2 separate regions of the Danio rerio genome follow, and region 1 is linked to region 2. The links are chromatin contacts, called in public Micro-C maps. All regions are on one chromosome and are shown on one strand. The core of a region is the stretch at or near the end of the contact, and the rest is flanking DNA. Distances in the headings are between cores, read along the strand shown. Region 1 holds the start of phf3 (PHD finger protein 3). Region 2 holds the start of wdr89 (WD repeat domain 89).

Region 1 (3,180 bases), core at 652-3,151, 180 kb before region 2:
AAAAGTTCATACTTTAAAGAGACATGGCACGGAAAATGTAATTTTAATGAAGAGCTTCTTGTATAATCTGAGACCCAGTTTATATGGTATATCAATTAGGCAGTAGAAACTGTTCCAATTTTGTAACCGCATACAGTTAACCGGAAGCACTTGACCCACATTACTGTAAAATTAAGTCTTTCTGCATATACTCTATAATGACATCAAGTGTGTTCAAGTCATTTTTGTCAGTACAAGATGGCATTGTACATACTTTAGATTGAATTACGAGAAAATAAAGCAGGGTTTGTTAACTCTAGAAAATGGAGAGCATCAATTAGCATCAATTGTGATTTGTCACTAATAAACACAAATTGAATTTGCATCCATGAATTCTGCTTGCTGATCTATATGTAATAAGCTATAGATATTTTGTATGTAATTCTCTATTATAGATCAGTGATTCTGCCATGTTTCACTCTGACATGCCACCAACTCAGAAACTAAAGGAAATTGAGTTCCCCACTCATAAAAATGACCGTGGTGGTGTTGACATGTTTTCAACTTATAAATACAGTTTATCCGACATGACTTAAATGTACAATCATCAGTGCAGTTCACTTAAAGTGTACTATGACAAATTTAAATGGTCCCCATTAAGTTCTATGGTGGGGGACAAATACAGTGGAAGTCAGTGGGACCAATATCAGATCTTAAGTTTATTATCTTTGAAATTCTTCAGAGGAAAGAAACTCCTGCAGGTTTAGAGCAAGTGGATTTTTGGGTAAACTACCCTTAACGCTTTCTGACGACAAACACAATTTTGCCTATTTTATTGAATTACACGTTAAAGTACATTTCTTTAGAGGCACTGAAAATCATGCATCAGTTTAGGAGTTTCAGGATGTGTATCTCAGCAGCTTCCCATGTTAGATTTGAAGTCCAAAGTTCATCTGCACGAATGTTTGATTACTTTAACAATTGTTTACAGTACCACTTTAATTTAAATACAGTTTAGAACCATCAAAGGTTTGTGTAGAACTCAATTTTAAATCCTATGCCTAACCAAGAGTTGAATATCTTTGAAATTAAAACATTACTTTATCCTGAGAGAACTGCTTAAGTGTAAACACTAGCGCTACGCACCCGGTAACGTACGTTTACAAACAATCAGCTTCACAACTGCTGTCATAAGAATTACAACCGCTAAAATGGCATTAGCATCAGGTGTCTAACTGTAAAAGTTCATAAAGGAATACAAGCGCTTCATATAACGTCACATCCTCTCACATTTGTCTCATGCCTTTAATTAAAATCTTTTCAGGCTATTGGTGTTTTTATTTTGACTCCAGATCAGTTCACGTGCTCAAACAGCTAACAAATTAGGCCCTGGGCGCCTAGCATAACATCTGACCCTTTCTAGACACCTTAAAACGGCTTAATCATTTGCAAAGGGCTGCATTTATTGTTACAGTAACACCCGATGTTTTAAAAACCTCGCAAAATAAACAAGCAAACATCTAAACGCTTCCGCGAGCACCAGGGGGCCTTTAGCAACAACTCTGCGTGTCTATCACGCGCGCGCACAGCATTAAACACGTTGAACTCAGTTTTATTTTAAAAGCATACTTTCAACGCTGTTCCTCAAATGATGCATGTAAAGTTAGCGCCATATTCAACGCGGTCTCTGCACAACTCGTCTCGGTTCTGGACTGGAGTTGCGTCGCGTGCACCCGCAGGAAGGCCTCAAACATTGAGCGTGCACGCCCACTCCGCGAGAGATGCTGATTAAACACTCACCGCGATTGTGACTGTGATCGAAGAGCCAGCGCATAATTGAAGAAGTGCTTGTATTATCGCTTACGGTGTCTGGACGCCATATGGGTTGCCGTTGTCGTCAAGTTGCCACTGCCTTTTCCGCCGAGAACTGCGGTGGGACACAAGTAGTACTTCCTGTTGACCCTATGAGCCAGCAAACAACTCGTGACGTGCAATGTCTGTCGGCAGAGGGCGGTGTGCCCTCACTAGTCTGTTCTTCCATAGTTTATAGTACGCTAAAACAGTATGGCAGCCGAGTAGTCTGTCGGCTGTAAAGGAGTATTTGCCAATATCAGCTAACGTTAGAGTGTCAAGAACGGTTTACATTTCATTTCGCACGTTTCTTCGACAGCAAGACGATGCCGACGCTGCCAAGTAAGTGACCGGTTTTCTTTAAGCAGGGTTTCTGCATGTTTTATGACGAACCATTTTAGACTTACTTAGAAAATAAAGGTTTTGTTGAACAACATAATTATCAGTTTCACGGCAGTTTGTGACAGTCACGAAACTAAAAGGGATTGTTCTCTCTCAAAAAGAGAAATGCACCCTTCTTCCCAAGTCTGAAGATATTTTGAAGAAAGTTAAACCTGTTCTGTAATCATCCATTGACATAGTTGGAAAAACAAACACAATGGCAATACATTAGTGTTTAGCTTATTAAAAAAAAAAAAAAAAATATATATATATATATATATATATATATATATATATATATATATATATATATATATATATATATATATATATTTGTGCAGTGGTGGAAAGAGTAGGCTACTGAAAAATCATACTCAAGTAAAAGTACCATTATTTGCCCAAAAATGTAGTGTGAGAAAGTATCTGTTGTAAATACTAAACGTATGGGTAAAAAGTACCGCTTTTAAAAGTACTCAAGAGTGAGTGTTATGCTGTAAAAAGCAAAATATTTGGAAATGAAGGTAAAGGATGACCAGATTTTTAGTAATGGGTTAACTATCTTTTTAATTTACATGTCTGTATAGCCAACCTATAAAAATTTGTGGACCTTTTTGCAGTCATGCGCCTTATTTTCTATTACATTATGAGGTTCAAATACTGCATTTCTGTGACATTTTTAAGCACTAAATTTAGCTTGTTGGATGGTTATCATTATTACACTTTTTGATGCAACAAAATGATTTCCTACATTTTTGTCGAAGTGCTTACCATACTATTTTATGTTTACAAGAAATTATGTTTATTTACAAATGGGCATTACGTTATTGCAGTTTTATACAGTTGAAGTCAGAATTATTAGCCCCCCTTTGGATTTTTTTCCTTTTTAAAATATTTCCCAAATTCTTGTTTGAAAGTCTTATTTGTTATTTCGACTAGAATAAAAAACATTTTAAGGTCAATTATTAGCCC
Region 2 (3,263 bases), core at 14-2,513:
ATACAAATTCATTTAAATGTGGGCCACTTCTGGTGCTTCACACCTTTTCATGGGTCATGTTATGTTTAAAGAATTAAGGTCCAAGATTTAGAATAAAAGTTGCTTGTAAAATATTTTCTCTATTTAAAAATGATACAGTAGCGAAAGATGACTTCTCCAATATTGTACAATGTGTTCTTGCAGAGCAGGATGTTGGACACATGAAAAACATTTGTTATCATTGGATAAAACTTTATGGCAAGACACAAAATTCCTGTTAAATAACAGGAATTTACTATTCTAACCGGGGCAATACCTGCTGGCATACATATGCTGTACAAAGGCAGTGTACATCAGCAATTTCTGTTTGTCCTCCTAAACCTGAACAAACCTCAGTTGGTTTTATCTGTTTCTCTAGATTTAAGCCTAATAATCACAAAATTAGATCTTTAATCTTAAAAGAAAATATGTTTATAGCATATGTTATTTTTTTTTTTTGCTGGAACAATATATATTTAATAATATAAACTGGATTCTAGTATGGTCATTACCTCATTTTTTTTTTTATTACAAATAAGGCTAAAGAAATAAAATTCCAATTACTTTATAGAGTTTATCCTACAAAATTATTTCTACAAAACATTTTAATTGATATTGAGTTAAAAGGCTGTTTTTGTGAAAGCTTTAATGAAACTTTTTCACATTTATTTTGGTCTTTTGTATACTCGACATTTTTGGATCAATGTTGAAGCTTATTGCTTATAATATTTTATAATCATTTTCCTTATCTTATAAACGTGATTTTTTTAAGGACCGCTCTTTAAAAGATGCTGGTTTTATTATAAACGTTATTTTATTATAATGTAAAAAAAAAAAATCTTGTAAATATAGGTGTTTCGACATTGTCTGACATTCTCCCGACTACAGAAGGTAATCACATGTAACTAATTTTGAAATATATATTTTAAAACAACCGGAAAATTTCTCTGTGAGCCTTGTATGTCACATACGAAACTGAAAAATCTAAGAACATGCACACTATCAAACATGCTTTCATCTGAGAAAACAGTAAAACACTGCCATCTAGTGGCGGCACGAGCGCGCTGTGATATCTATTTCTTATCTTTTATCATTTTAGACAAGATTGCAATAGTAATGTGTTCTTTATCATATCTCTGTTTTGTAAATGTACATCAATTATATATTTTTTTTATTTAGCGCAAGTGAAGCTTGTGTCCGACTTGCGGAACTAATGTTCAGTTTCTCTGCGTTTCCGAGGAGCCGTTGATGAGGTGACACTGCGACGAAAAAGCGATCACATGTGAGTGTTTTGTACTGTATTACTAAATGTTACTTAAATGCTAATTATTTGAATGTTCTTAGCACACTTGTCAGATATGTAGTTTTTAATGTGAGGCTCCGTTGCTTAACTTGTTTTAACGTAATATTCGCCTTTAAATTTCTAAATTTGTATTTCATGTATTTAACTTATTTGTGTTTCATGGAATTATAGCTCTTATTTTGTCAATAATTCTGCCACAAAGTTGTCCAAACGAGGATTTTTAAACTGGAATCAGGAGTGCTTGAAAACATTAGTAAATATATGTTACATTCGATACAAAGTGTCAGTGTCAATTAAATTGTGAATACGTTCTGTTTAAATCATGTACAAATAATAGGAAGGCGATTAAAGCATTTAATCAAAGCAATACAAGCAACATGTCTAACAGTGCAATTTTATAATGAAAATTATAAGAATGTGACGTAAAAGTTTTCCAAATACTACCTATTTACTAAAATATTTTCATATTTTGAGCACAGAAACATTGTTTTAATGTATTTTTTGTGTGTGTGTGTGTGTGTGTGTGTGTGTGTGTGTTATTTATTTTCTGTTTATTACCTGAATGTAGATGGGTAATTTAAGTTAGTTTTATATTTGCACATTCTGACTTCCTCGTTCAATAAATTTGTTTAAGTGTGTAAAATTCAAGATTTGGTTATTTATTATTGTAGTCGGTTATGAGCAGAATGCACAACACATTTTTCTGTAGAGCTTGCCGTTTTAAAATAGTAGAAAAACACGCTTACTTCTATGCAAGGCTTATGTGTCGGTTTATGTGTGTCTGCTTGTTATGTGTAGTTTTCCTGGACTGAAAGCTCCTGTCAAAAAGACAACATACTTGCAAATAAAGCGCTTTTAGATTAGCAGGAAGCTAACCATAGATAACGCCGCCATGTCATAAAGCGTGAATCATCTCAGACTGGTTTCTTGAACATGACAATAACTTTACTACTCAATTGTCATACACAGTCTCAGATATCAATCCAATAGAGCACCCTTAAATTCACATCATGAATGCGCAGCCGACAAATCTGCTTCAATTGTGTGATGCTCTCATGTCAATATGGAGCAAAATCTCTGAGGAATATTTCCAGCACCTCGTTGGATCTATGCCACATAGGTTTAAGGCAGTTCTAAAGGCTATAGGGGTTCCAACTCAGTACTAGTAAGGTGTACTTAATAATTTAGGCAGTGAGTGTATAATCCTAAACTTTAAAGTAAAACTTTATTGTCCCAGTTAGGGAAATTTGTCTTGGGCTCTTGCCCCCAGCTGCAGTCATCTCAAACATGGACAAACAATGCAACATACAAATAGATAGTTCAATAAAAGTTACAAGCCTCACTCCATAAACACATAAATAAGCAAACTGAATACTCTCAATCTAATCTAAGCCACCACTATTATTTAATAGCTTAATGCTCGTAGGATAAAATGAATTTTTATATCTGTTTAATCTACAGTAAGGTACTCTGAATCTTTTCCCCGAGGGTAACAACTCATATTCCTTGTGCAGAACATGTGATACGTCACGAACAATTTGTTTAGCACACCTTAATGCCTCCTGTTCATACATATCCTGCAGTGACGTCAGCTCTGATACACCTATAATTTTCCAGGCAGTGTGAATTAAACAAACTACTTTAGATCTCAGCTGCACAGACAAGTTGCCGAACCAAGCTGTGATACCGTACCTTATCAAACTCTCACACACAGCCTCATAGAACATGATCATACATTTCTGATCCACTCCATAAATTCTTAGACGTCGTAAAAAATACTGTCATTGCTGAAGCATACTACAGAGATTATTATTTATAAACCCAACTTAAAATTGCAGATTCTGCGATGGAGCTTTTGCGTTTGTGTGCGTTGATATTGATGCTGAAGTGATATATTGAGCAGCCCTAATTCAAAATATAGATCTGTGTCCAGCAGAGAACT

What was found. Hi-C and Micro-C count contacts between places; a contact is called where the count stands out from the background.
Region 1: a contact with region 2 is called in a Micro-C map of caudal fin, with 8 times the contacts expected there. The contact joins the promoter of phf3 here to the promoter of wdr89 in region 2. A contact is called at or near these places in 3 of 18 Hi-C or Micro-C datasets (caudal fin, hematopoietic stem cells and an unstated tissue) and 1 of 4 datasets of contacts at active chromatin or transcription factors (pancreas).

Annotation. Positions count from the first base shown.
Region 1 is chr13:41,122,289-41,125,468 of GRCz12tu, reverse strand. It overlaps phf3 (PHD finger protein 3), which reads right to left and starts at 1,901. Exons shown (of 16, transcript XM_681308.11): 1 at 1,844-1,901. It overlaps ifi27.8 (interferon alpha inducible protein 27.8), which reads left to right and starts at 2,011. Exons shown (of 4, transcript NM_001256713.1): 1 at 2,011-2,172. The coding sequence starts at 2,157.
Region 2 is chr13:40,942,540-40,945,802 of GRCz12tu, reverse strand. wdr89 (WD repeat domain 89) reads left to right here and starts at 1,263. Exons shown (of 4, transcript NM_001167958.1): 1 at 1,263-1,300.